Regions from separate parts of the Mus musculus genome. Here region 2 is linked to region 1. The links are chromatin contacts, called in public promoter capture Hi-C maps. All regions are on one chromosome and are shown on one strand. The core of a region is the stretch at or near the end of the contact, and the rest is flanking DNA. Distances in the headings are between cores, read along the strand shown.

Evidence for each region. Promoter capture Hi-C pulls out the DNA fragments that hold promoters and counts their contacts.
Region 2: a contact with region 1 is called in a promoter capture Hi-C map of embryonic stem cells, with 5 times the contacts expected there. The contact joins the promoter of Snai3 here to the promoter of A330074K22Rik in region 1. A contact is called at or near these places in 2 of 39 promoter capture datasets (embryonic stem cells and pre-B cells).

What each region holds. Positions count from the first base shown.
Region 1 is chr8:120,225,404-120,231,142 of GRCm38.p6, reverse strand. It overlaps A330074K22Rik (RIKEN cDNA A330074K22 gene), which reads left to right and starts at 2,913. Exons shown (of 3, transcript NR_110496.1): 1 at 2,913-3,218. It also overlaps a transcript of Gse1 not described here.
Region 2 is chr8:122,458,185-122,463,923 of GRCm38.p6, reverse strand. It overlaps Snai3 (snail family zinc finger 3), which reads left to right and starts at 3,235. Exons shown (of 3, transcript NM_013914.3): 1 at 3,235-3,385. The coding sequence starts at 3,310.

The DNA.
Region 1 (5,739 bases), core at 1,664-4,163:
CACCGGGAAGACTCAAACGAAAGGCACTTGGGTGAGAATCTTGGGAAGGAGGAGGAGGCGGCCAGGAGCTAGTGAGAGGAACTCGCGACGGGGACCTCCGGGTGACCTGTGTGGCTGCACTAATTACCAATGTTATCGGGCATCCGACAGCCTTGCCCTGAACTTCCTCCATTTGATAGATGGGCAGCAAACACGCCCAGTGTCAGCCCCATGCCTGCTGATTCCAACAGCAGCTATTCAACCACTCCTGCCCCCAGATCCTCCAACCTCCTGCCCCATGCCTCCAAGGTCAGCCAAGCTCACAAACCAAAGAAAACGCCTCCTGCTGGGACAGACCATGCTGAACCAATACCACCACCGAGGAACAGAAGACATCTCTCTTTTGACAACACTGATGCTCCAGGAGATGAAAGCCACTACTTACCTTTGTTACTCCTGCCGTTGGGGAGCTCCAGCCAATGGGTCCCTGGCTGGCAACCCCTTGGCCTGCACAAACCAGGGTCCCGCATTCCACACAGGCACCGATGATCAGCTGCCGGCCATCATCCACCAACAGGCTGTGGCTGGCTCTCAGGGTATACAGGAACAAGGGGAGCCTGGCCACTCTCACTGACTTCAGCCCCAGACACCGTTTCTTCTCTTGCTGACAGAAGAAGCACACGAATGTGTCCACTTGGTACTGCCTCGACCAGGCGCTGACCGGCTGGTGAGCGGCTCTGGCTTCGTGCTGCAGCCACTGACCCAGCAGGTCATGATAGCAGAGCACACAGGTTGCCACCAGGCCCGTGGAGTCTGCAGGCCTGGCCCGTGGGGCGGGCGGATAGACGGTGAGGAAGGGAAAAAAGGGTTCCTTCTCGCCCAGGTGGCTGGCGGGGTTCATGCTGAGTTGGAACTCCTTGCCCGGCCCCAGCTCAGCCCCGCAGATGTAGCAGACCGCAGGCGGGCCTCCCTGCGCAGAAGCGGGCAGTTCGCTCAGGGTAGGGTCCGAGGCAGAGAAGGCTTGGTGGTACCTGCCCAGGAAGCCTTGCACAGAGCTGATGAGCTCACGGTTGTGCGATGCCCGGTACAGGGCCCAGACGTCCTCCAAGACGCTGAAGCACTTGGGGCAGCTGCGAACCTCGCAGCGCTTGTTGGGGGGCCGAGCGTTGGGTGGGCAGGGCAGGAGGCTAAGGAAGGGGAAGTGCATGGAGCCCCCAGAGTTGCCGTTGACAAGGCGGGAGGGCACAGCCCGGGCATCCCGTGTACAGTCCTCCCCACAGAGGTAGCAGGCTTCCCGCAGTAGCCCCGCGGTGGGGGCGGGAACCTCTTCCCTAGGGAGTCTCCGGGCCTTGGAGGCCATGCCGGGGGCGTGGCTGTTCAGGGGCACCACGTAGAGCCGCTGCAAGACCGGCACGTTGGCTAGCTCAAAGCTCTGCCACTGGTGTGTGAGGGACGAGAAGCAGCAGGGACACACGAGGGTGCTGCCCGCCTCAGTGATGGGCTGGGCGCCGGGCGGGGGGCTATGTAGCCACAGGAAGGGGAAGAAGGGCGCCTGGGCGGGAGTCTCCTGCTTCTGCACGTGGATCTGCTGCTGCGAGGCCGGTGACAGCGCCGAGCCACAGACGTAGCAACAGCGGGCCTGGCTGTCCGCGGGTATCCGGGGAGGCCGCTCCAGCCCTTCGTCCCCGAGGCTCCCGGCGACGTCGTTGCCCTCGGGGGTGCTACTGCGCTCTGGGGGCGCCGCGGGCCGGCTGGAGGCGGCGCCGTCCGTGCCGTCGGGCGCAGCGGGGCCGGGCCAGGGTTCCTGGATGCCCCTCAGCACGCTGGCTCGCGGCTCCGGAGCCCAGTGCGCCCCTGGCCCCGTGCGCCGGCGCCGGGCTCCGGACTTGCTGGAGTCGTGCGCATCCTCGGGCTCAGGCTCCGGCTCCGGCTCGGGCTCGGGCTCGGGCTCGGGCTCCGGTTCGGGCAGCGCGTCGGCGTCCGACAGCTCCGACAGCTCCGAGTCGCGCGCGTCCTCGGTGTTCCACTCGCGGGCCCCGCGCCGGCCAGCCGCGCTCGCGTCGCACTGATGCGGCCTCTTGAGCCAGTACACGCGCTTGTCCACGGGCGTGCGCGCGCGCTCGAAGGCGGCCCACTGCTCGGCCAGGAAGCAGCGGCACACGGCGCACACCAGCACGCAGCCATCGGTCGCGCTCAGCCCGCGCGCGCCGGGCGCCGGCTCCTGCTGCTGCAGGAACGGGAAGAAGGGCTGCGCGGGGCCCGCCGGCCTCACCGGCAGCTTCAGCTCCTTGCCGCGCGCGATGCCGCCGCCGCAGATGAAGCACGACAGGGCCGCGCCCGCCGCTGCCATGAGCCGCTGCTTACGGGAGAGCGGCGCCGCCCGGCCGCTCATGGCCCGGCCGCCGCGTCCGCCTCCGCGCGCCCCGCGGCTGCCGCTGCTCGGGCCGCGCGCACCGAGGCCCCGCGCCCAACTCGCAAAGTTTGGCGCGCGGCGGCGCGCACGCGGCCCGGGGCGCACCGAGGGTCTCCGCGGCGGTGCCCGGGGCTGCCGAGTCCCGGCGGGTGGCGGCGCGGGCCCAGGCGGCGCCGGAGAGCGCGCCCGGAACGCGGCGGTGGCGACGGTGGCGACGGGCCCCGGGCGGCTGCGGCGGCCGCATGTGCGAGCTCCGGCGCCGGCCCGAGCGTCGGGTCATTTAATTGGGGAGGAGGGAGGCGGGGCGGCGCGGGGCGGAGGGCGCGGGAGGGAGGCGGAGGCGGAGAAGCCTTCCCTCGCGCCGCCCTGCTGCCCGCCTCTTCCCAGGCTCCTCCTCCCCTGACTCGGACTCCTCCTTCTCCTAATCCTCCTCTCCCTCCTCTCCTCCCCTACCTCCTCCTCCTCCTTCTAATCCTCCTCCTCTTCTTACCTCTCTCCGCCCCTCCTCCTCTGACTCATCCTCTCCTCTCGATTCCTCCTCCCCTGACCTCTTCTCTTCCCCAACCCCCTCCTCCACCCCCTCCTCCTCTCTCCCCACCCTCTCCTACCCCCTCACCCCCCTGTGTCCCAAACTATGGCACAATAGGCCCCAGCTCCTCTGTCTATTCTGTGTCCAGCAGGAGCCCGCGGTGATTCATTGCTCCAATTAGGGGCTCTGCAGCCCGTGGCTCGGGCTGTCTGAAGGGTCTCCTTTGGGACCCACGAAACCCATCAGCCGCTGCCGCTGATCTTTAAGAAAAGGTCAAGCCGGACGCGCTAGTGCCAGGTGAGGACGATGGGTGTCTAGGGAGGCTTGGGAAGGGTAACCCCCCTCCAAGATCTGGGGAGGTCCTGGCCCTTCAGCAGCCCAGGGTTGGGGGTCACCTTTCTAAGCCCAGTGCCCTAGTTTTGAAGACAGAGGAAAGAGGAGTTGTCTCCTGCATCACCCTGGAGACAAAGTCCTCCCAGCCTATCTCCCCTCTCCCCCTCCCTCTGACTGGACAGGGCCCACCAGATCACCCTAGGGGTAGAGGTAAGAAGGGTACTGTGTGTCCTGGGACTAAGGACTCAACCTCTCTGTGCCCTTTTCCTTCTTGTTAAAGTGTTCCTGCTGAGACCACAGATATCCAGGACTTAGTGTATTGTATGCAGATACATTGTAGTTATTTAATGCAGAGACAAACCCTTTGCAGGCCAAGTTCAGAGCTGTTACATGCCTCTTAGTTACTTCCCCACAAGAAGCAAGTGTGGGATGCCCCTCATTTTATGACTCAAGAGGCCAGGCAGGATTCAGACCCAGGCAGCAGGGTTCTGCTAGGAGTATGTGGCCTCCCCAGGCAGACATCTGGCCCCTGTCACCCAGAAGCTGCTGGAGACTGTCCTTGGCGCCTCCTAGGCACACAGGCACACACATGTATGACACACACACACACAGATGGTGCCCTTTGGCTCAGGCTGGGTCACTAAGCAATCGTCTCCCATCTGTAAAAGGAGCCCTCAAAGCTTCAAAACTGTGAGCAGTTACTTTCCAGAAGCTTCCAGCTGTCTACCCTGCCAGCTGGAGATGGTGCCTGAACCCCAAAGGCAGGAGCCCCACCACCACCACTGCCACCACTTGGTGAGCTGACATGTAAATAAGGCTGCTCCCCCCCCCCTCCAAATGAGCAGGAGGAAGGGCCTCTTGGGAATCCCTAACATTCCAGAGCTCCAGAATCAACTGGGGTGGGGTGTCAACATGGCAGAGGATGGGACTCTGTCCCTTCCCTGGCCCAAAAAAGTGCTGGCTCAGCAAATTGTCTCGCAGACCAGGGCGGGGAGGCATCCCCTGGCTGCTGGCGTGGTTCATACCTTGTTAGAGGAGAGGCTGATGAAAGGACCCTGTCTGTTCTTACTCAGGAAGGGCCTGGGTGTCTCACTCCATAGGAAGGAGCCTGGGAAAGCTGTTCCTACCTAAGCTCACCCAGGTCTCCCTCAGCCTGGCCCAGCTGCCCATCTTCAGAGCCCTTAAGTCTCTCTCAGCCTTAGGATCTCAGCTGGGGCTGCCGTTTTCCCTCCATGTCTGTTCATCGTCCATTTTCTTTCTTATTTCCTTTGCCCTCTTCTGCCTCCTGCACCCTTTTGTCTCCCAAGAGCCAATCCTCCTAAGTCCATCCTGCACACAGCATAGCCAAGACTGGCTTCATACCTAAGTCCAAAGCCCTAAACCCCATCCTGCCAGCTGTGTGTACCTAAGGCAGAGGCAGACCTCATAACTCTACAAACCTCAGTCTCCTGCTATGTGCAATGGGCACAAGCTTCCTCCATGGTAGTCCAAATGAAAGCAAGAGATGCCTGGCACAGGAGGCTGATATGACAGGAGACTATGTATGTGCATGTTAGCAAGTGTGTGTGTTGATACATACATACATGTGCTGTGTATATACACATGTATGTACTGGTGTTTGTGTAAACAAGTGTAGGCATACATGCGTGTTTTACATTTGTTTGTGTGTACTAATGCATAGATACATACACATGCATATGTATTTGAATATGCAACTCCAGACATCCATATATGTATGGTGCACACATGTGTTTATGTGTTATACAGACATGTATTTGTGTTTACAGGCAGGCATGTGTGTGTGTGTGTACTCTGCAGGCACGTGAATGTATGTGCATGTATGCACATATTTGTGTGTGTGCCTCTGTGTGTGAAGTGGGCGGGAGGAGTGGGTTGTGTTTCTCTCAGCGGCTGAATGACTCAGGAAATCCCCTGGCACAAATCAGAGGAGGAAGAAGACAGGTGACGCTGCTGAGTCATATGGGGGTGGGTGACATGGTGGCAGAGCCACAGCACAGCCAGACATACCAGACTGACATCATAGCAACATTGACTAGCTAGCTCTGTGACCTGAGGGGTGGGGGAAGAGGGCGGTGGGGTGCTTCTGAGCTCTCTGGGCCCCTTTCTTTTCATCAGGAAAGCGGAGCTAACAAAAGGGTACATTCTTTAGGGCTGAGAGAAGCAGAACGGAGGCCATCCTGACAGTGCAGGATCTCCAGAGACTGAGGCGAGAGGATCTCAAGTTCAAGGCTAGCCTGGGCTACACAGTGAGACCCTGTCTAAGAGGAAAGAGCTGAGGGATTCAGGCTCCATCTCACTACAGGCTGAGTAATGCTGAATGCATGGCTGGTCCCTCTGGGACCAACGCCTGCCTCCCTGCAAAACACATGGCTTGTGGCATTGTGCCCCAGCTTTCCCCACGAAGGGTCTGAGGTTCAGAGTAAGGAGAAAGCAGCCCCCAGGAGCAGGCTGAGTGAGGAAACCC
Region 2 (5,739 bases), core at 1,986-4,485, 2.2 Mb before region 1:
TATCAGGAAGTCACCTAGGACTCCCCTGTGACTCTCCCGCCCACTCAGCCATCCTCTCCAACTCATGCTGCTGTGCCCTATGGCATCTAGGGTGTCAGAAACCTGGGCTGGCAGCAACATGCCTGTAGTTTCAAGTTATGCAACAGCACCGGAAGCTAGCACCCTGCTTCCTAGAAAGCAAACACCCTTGTCACACATTCCTGGACTTTCCTCTTAGGAAAGGGTCGTGTGGTCACCAGAGGCAAAAATCCAGAGCATGGGGCTCCTCAGCTTTGGGTCTCCGAGGAACTGGCCAGCGATCCCTGGGTCTTAGGAGATCCCGGAAGCACCAGAGCAGACTGTGTGTGATTGTAAGGCTGTAGCACGGCATGCCTCAGAGCCTCACCTTTGAACCAATTAACCAGTGCCTAGCCTAGCCACACTTCATCCATCCACCACCATACCCAGCTACAGGAGTCTTGCCTTCCCAGAATCCTTCACACACATTTGTGTGGTATGTGGTATCACCTACTTAGTGCAGGAACCCCCCTCCCCCAATCTGAGCTCATTCCCATTACTTGAAGGGATTTTGGAGAGCCTGTTTCAAGCTTGTATGGGGTGGGGGAGGACAGGGTGGAGCCTTTCTACTCAGCCCACCTGGAAACCAAGGTGCCTGCAGGGACCCCAGACCCTCAGCTAAAGATCTGATGTCAGGAGGAGGTTGAGAAAGTCTCCCTGTATATGAAACGCCAGGGTGGGCCAGGCCTCGGTGACGGGCAGTAACACAGTCTGTCCTCGTGTTGGTTCCTGCTCTGTGAGATGTCAGCGCTCTCTGCCCCCTTCTGAGCACTGAAAACACCGGAGAAAAAGGCTTCACCCGCACACAATGGTGTCCAGACCTGGCGCTGTTCAAGGACTCCCTCTACAAAGGCTATTTCCAACTGAAATCTCTTGATAGCGAGCGGAACGCCTTCTGTAGATCAAAGACCCTCTGCAGCAATCCTTGCACTCAGTGTCAGGCCAAGGGAGTGGGGAGGCTGAGCCCGCCTCCACCCTCATTCTGAGCTTTTCCTCCGGGAAGAGCAGGAGGAAGATGGACTGGTGAGGCTATCTGCAGATCACACCTCCCTTAATCAATGCACAGTTCTGAACTCCAGACACCCCGGGAAACCACAGGGAAGGAAGGTTGTGGCCCTGAGAGCGGGGCCATGACAGCTGTGTCCCCCACGGAGGCTGTGATGGGCAGTCTGCTGGACTTCTGGAGGGCAGACCCAGTCTGCTGACCCAATGCTTTCAGGATGTCATCAGTGCAAGTTATCGCGGTCCTCTGGAATGGCATACCACAGAGTGTTCCTCTGAGAGAACACCAGAAACGTATTTGGAGGCCAGAAGTCCAACATGGAGGTGTATCAGCAAGGGAAGGGGACAAGGGCTCCCTCGTTGCTAACCACTCAGGCCTTAAGCCTCTATCCCAACTCTCCCACCACCCCTGTGCACACCAAAGTCCCATTGCCCTCTTTGCTAGGACATTAATCAGTGGGTTAAGCTCTCTTGAATCTGCAACATCTGTAAAGATTTAGCATCTGAATTAAATCACACAGTTGAATACATTGAATAGACACAGTCCGACCCATGAGTGACACTATCTATTAGCTCTGGCAATATACCAGGGACCAAGGCATAAACAGACTGCATCTCCTCCTGTGGGCCGGTCGGTGGGAGCCCCCTGTGAGGAAGCAGGTGGAGTTGTTGGGTGAGTGTACCTCACTATTGTCAGGGCTGCTGGTTTTCCTGTGGCCCGCTCCATGTGCTTCTGGGGGTGGCTGAGATCTGCGTGGGGCCCTGCGTGGTTCCCAAACCTGTACTTCTGCTGAAGGAGCAACACAGCGTGCGTAGGCAACAGACAGCTTGTCTCAGCCTTTTTAGGAAAAGCCCTGAAGAGGCTTGTGTTGGCTGAGGCAAGCCTCTCTCCCGCTGGGAAGGCTTCCCACAGCCGTGGGCTTAAGAATTTTAAACCCCAGTGCTGGAGACAGCTACTACCTCTTCCCTGGGGCTGCATGAAGCCTGCTGGCCTGTAACTGTGAGTCATAGCTGAAGAATGAACTTGCACAGCAGCAAGGTGAGGGGGCTCAGAGAAGTGGGGATCTCCAATTTCCTTCACGGTAATGGCTTATGAATGTCAGAAGCCTATTGGGGCCCCGCCTCAAAGGTGGGCCCAGCACCTTTCATGAAACTGGCAGTTCCCCTCAAGCAGGCCAGATCATCCCTCTTTAAGGAGGTTAGGAGATGAGCTGGGAGAGTCAGCCCAAGGCTACGCATTGTGTGGGTGGACAGGAAGGATATGCAAGTGCAAGCCGGTTTAGGAACCATAGGCTTTTTATCTATGCCTGGAAGGGGAGAGGTTACAAAAAAGGCTACTTACAAATCCAAGGTACAGGGGAATGGGCAGCCAGCAGGAATGTGTCCTCAGATAGCCTTCCCACAGATGCCCTATTTCCACACAATTACACCATAACAAAAGAGTACTTGCAGCCACATCTGACCAGCCAGGAGTGTGGGCTAATGTTACCAGTTCTGTCGACCACAGAACTCTCAGAACCTTGCTTTTCTCCCAGAAACGGAATGACACCAGCTACCGTGCCCTGCAACCGTGAATGTGAACGCCAGGGTGACTCAGGCCCCTTCCCCCACTGTCTCCTACGCTGCCGACTCACCTTCCCTTCCCACCTCAGCCCACAGATGCCAAGGAATGTGGGGTTATAGGGTAAAGTTCAGTTCTGGCCACACAGCCCTGCTACTCAGCCACAGACAGACACACCCAGTTGGTGCTCTGTCCACCTACCCCAGAGACTGTCCCACCAGACTCTAACGTCGTAAACATCCACACGGAGAGCCTAGACAACCAGACAGGGCTGTTCCGACTCTCCTGGGCATGGATTATAAAGGATGCTGGAGAGGTTAGGGACTCTGCTCGGCCAAGTTGGCTGGCACCTGTCACCTAACCCTGAACTCTGCTCTTTCATCCAGGGCAGGTCGATGGCGAGCCCCCGCGGGGTCGGTGCGTGACCATGACGCGGGCCAGCGGAGTCCCGTGGGGCAGACACCGCCGACCACGCGGCGGGTTCCCCGCCCGCGCACCTGTCCTGGGCGTGGCTTCGCGGCCCCGCCCCGCCGTGCTCCGCGCTGGTTGGCTGAGGTGGTGCGCTATGCTAATGAGCCTGACCCTTCTCGCACCTGCCGGCCGCGCGGCCCGCCGGCGCCGCCAGACTCTGCAGTCGGTAATCCCGCTGCAGGCTCTGGCTAGACTCTGCCTGCTCTCGGGAGGGGACCATGCCGCGCTCCTTCCTGGTGAAAACGCACTCCAGTCACAGGGTCCCCAACTACGGGAAACTGGAGACACTGAGAGGTAGGGGTTGGCCGGATCTCCGCCCCCAGCTCGCAGCGCTTCGGGGCTGGAGGCAGCTGGGAAGTCCTTGGGAGCTGGGTCACACCTGCCCCAGGTGAGAGGGGAAGGGGCTAGAGTTTTCCATTTCAACAGAGGAGGAGGTTCCCCTTCTGGCTTAAGACTGGGGCTCTAAGAGGGATGTGCCCAGGGCAACTAACTTCTCTGCTTCAGAAGATTCGGGCATGCCTTGGGCTCCCCACTTGGCAAAGTTTCCTGAGCCCCAGATCTCCCCGGAGCTCTCCCTGCGGACTGCTCAGCTGAAGTCCTGAAGTCCTCTCTGTGCAGGTCTGGAAGGGTCCAAACTTAAAGTATGTCCCAGGCGCTGTATACACCCACCTAAAGAAGGTCTCACTAACCACAAGGCCAGGAAACTTGTCCTACCCGCAGATGGTGGCTGGTGAGAAAAGGCAGGACTCCCCCAGAGCATCCTGCCTCGTGGGTGGTGAGCTCATTGATAGAGCAAACAACCTCTGGTGGTCTTCGCTCTTCCCAGAAGCCTCCTTGCTCTCCTGGTGCAGTGACCAAGGAAGAGCCGACCTCCACACAACAGGCTCAGTTGTCCACCTTTACGGCTAGGTTCAGGGGCTTTAGGTCTGAGCACCTGAGAAGAGAACCCTTAATCTTCAGAGCCAGCCTGATGGTCAGAGCTACCCCCACTCAGGTGGGCAACTTCTCAGAGAAAGACCTACTAGGAAGTTGCCCAGTGCCTCGGGACACTTTGGATGTCGGGCCTCAGGCCAGCACCCCTCATATAGCCCCAGCTGGTGGGAGTTCTTGGATCAGGCCCCATCATCACCTCTGCTGCCACCAGGGGGTGCTATCTAGGACCCTGCTCTTGGGGGTGGGGGAGACATTTTTGATTCAATTTAGTGAGTCACCAACAGCAGTTCTATAACAGACGCTATTAGAGTGTGATTTTTCTTTTGGTTGGGTGGTTGGGTCTCCTTACAGAGGAGGTAGAAAGTTGTACTTATAGTGAATGTAGTTTTTTTTCCTTGTATGGAGGATAGAATCAATGCCCCACACAAGACTAGTCAAGCACTTACCACTGAGCCATGCCTCTGGCCCTAGGCCATTGTTTTAAGAGTTAAAACCTTAGATTGCACTTGGAGAGCACATACCAGCTTACTTCCTTTTTTTTTTTTTTTGGTTTTTCGAGACAGGGTTTCTCTGTGTAGCCCTGGCTGTCCTGGAACTCACTTTGTAAACCAGGCTGGCCTCGAACTCAGAAATCCACCTACCTCTGCCTCCCAAGTGCTGGGATTAAAGGCGTGCACCACCACGCCCAGCTCCCCAGCTTACCTCTTAAATGGGCAAATCAGGTCCTGCAGGGCCCTGTTTCGGACAGGAGGTTCCCAGAGTAGCCTTAATGCCCTTTAGCGGTCGCTCTTGGCTTTCCCAGGCCCCCATGGTCCCAGTGACTCTCTTCCTATTATGATGTCTCCCTAGAGTATACTGAGGTGCTGAGGCCTGGAGTTCTCCTTCCCTCCTCCGAAGGGGCTTCAGGGATTCCTCAAGCCACGGGGCATTGATACCCTCATCTCCCGGCAAACCAAAGCTGCAGAAATCACCAAAGTGCAAGACAACATAGGAAAGGCATATGCAGAAGCCATGGTCGCTCCCACCTGCATGAGGTTGCTTTCCTCTGCCTGTGGAGTGGACACAGAACGCAGTGTCTGAACCTGGCAGTACCTTGGTGGTAGAGGTGGAGACTTTCCTTCCGACAGGACCCCAGGGAAACTTCCCACGTTCTGTGGTCCAGAACTCTGCTGACAGAGTCTCTTAGCAGTCCTGCTCTCTCCTCCTTCAATCCAGAGTATGATTCCCTGGCTATATAATTAGGAGCAATATGTCTGGTAGGGAGAAAGTAATGGGATTTAACTTCCTGGTTCTCCCACAGCCTTGCCAGCACTTGTCTCTTCTTGCAAGTTCTAGCCATCCCTGAAGTAAAACATGCTACCTTGATGTGGTTTTAATTTGCATCTTTTCGGTGCCTAATGATGGATATTTCCTCGTGTGCACACTGCCCATATGCTTTTTAAATATGTTACTCTTTTTTAATTAAGAAAACTTGAGGGGTAGTGGTGGCGCACACCTTTAATCCCAGCACTGGATAGGCAGAGGCTGGCAGATTTCTGAGTTCGAGACCAGCCTGGTCTACAGAGTGAGTTCCAGGACAGCCAGGGCTGAACAGAGAAACCCTGTCTCGAAAAAACAAAAATAACAACAACAAAAACTTAATATTATTTGGGTGTAGAGACATATATCATGGGATGTGTGTGGACGTCAGAGATGACACGCACGTAGCTTTCCTC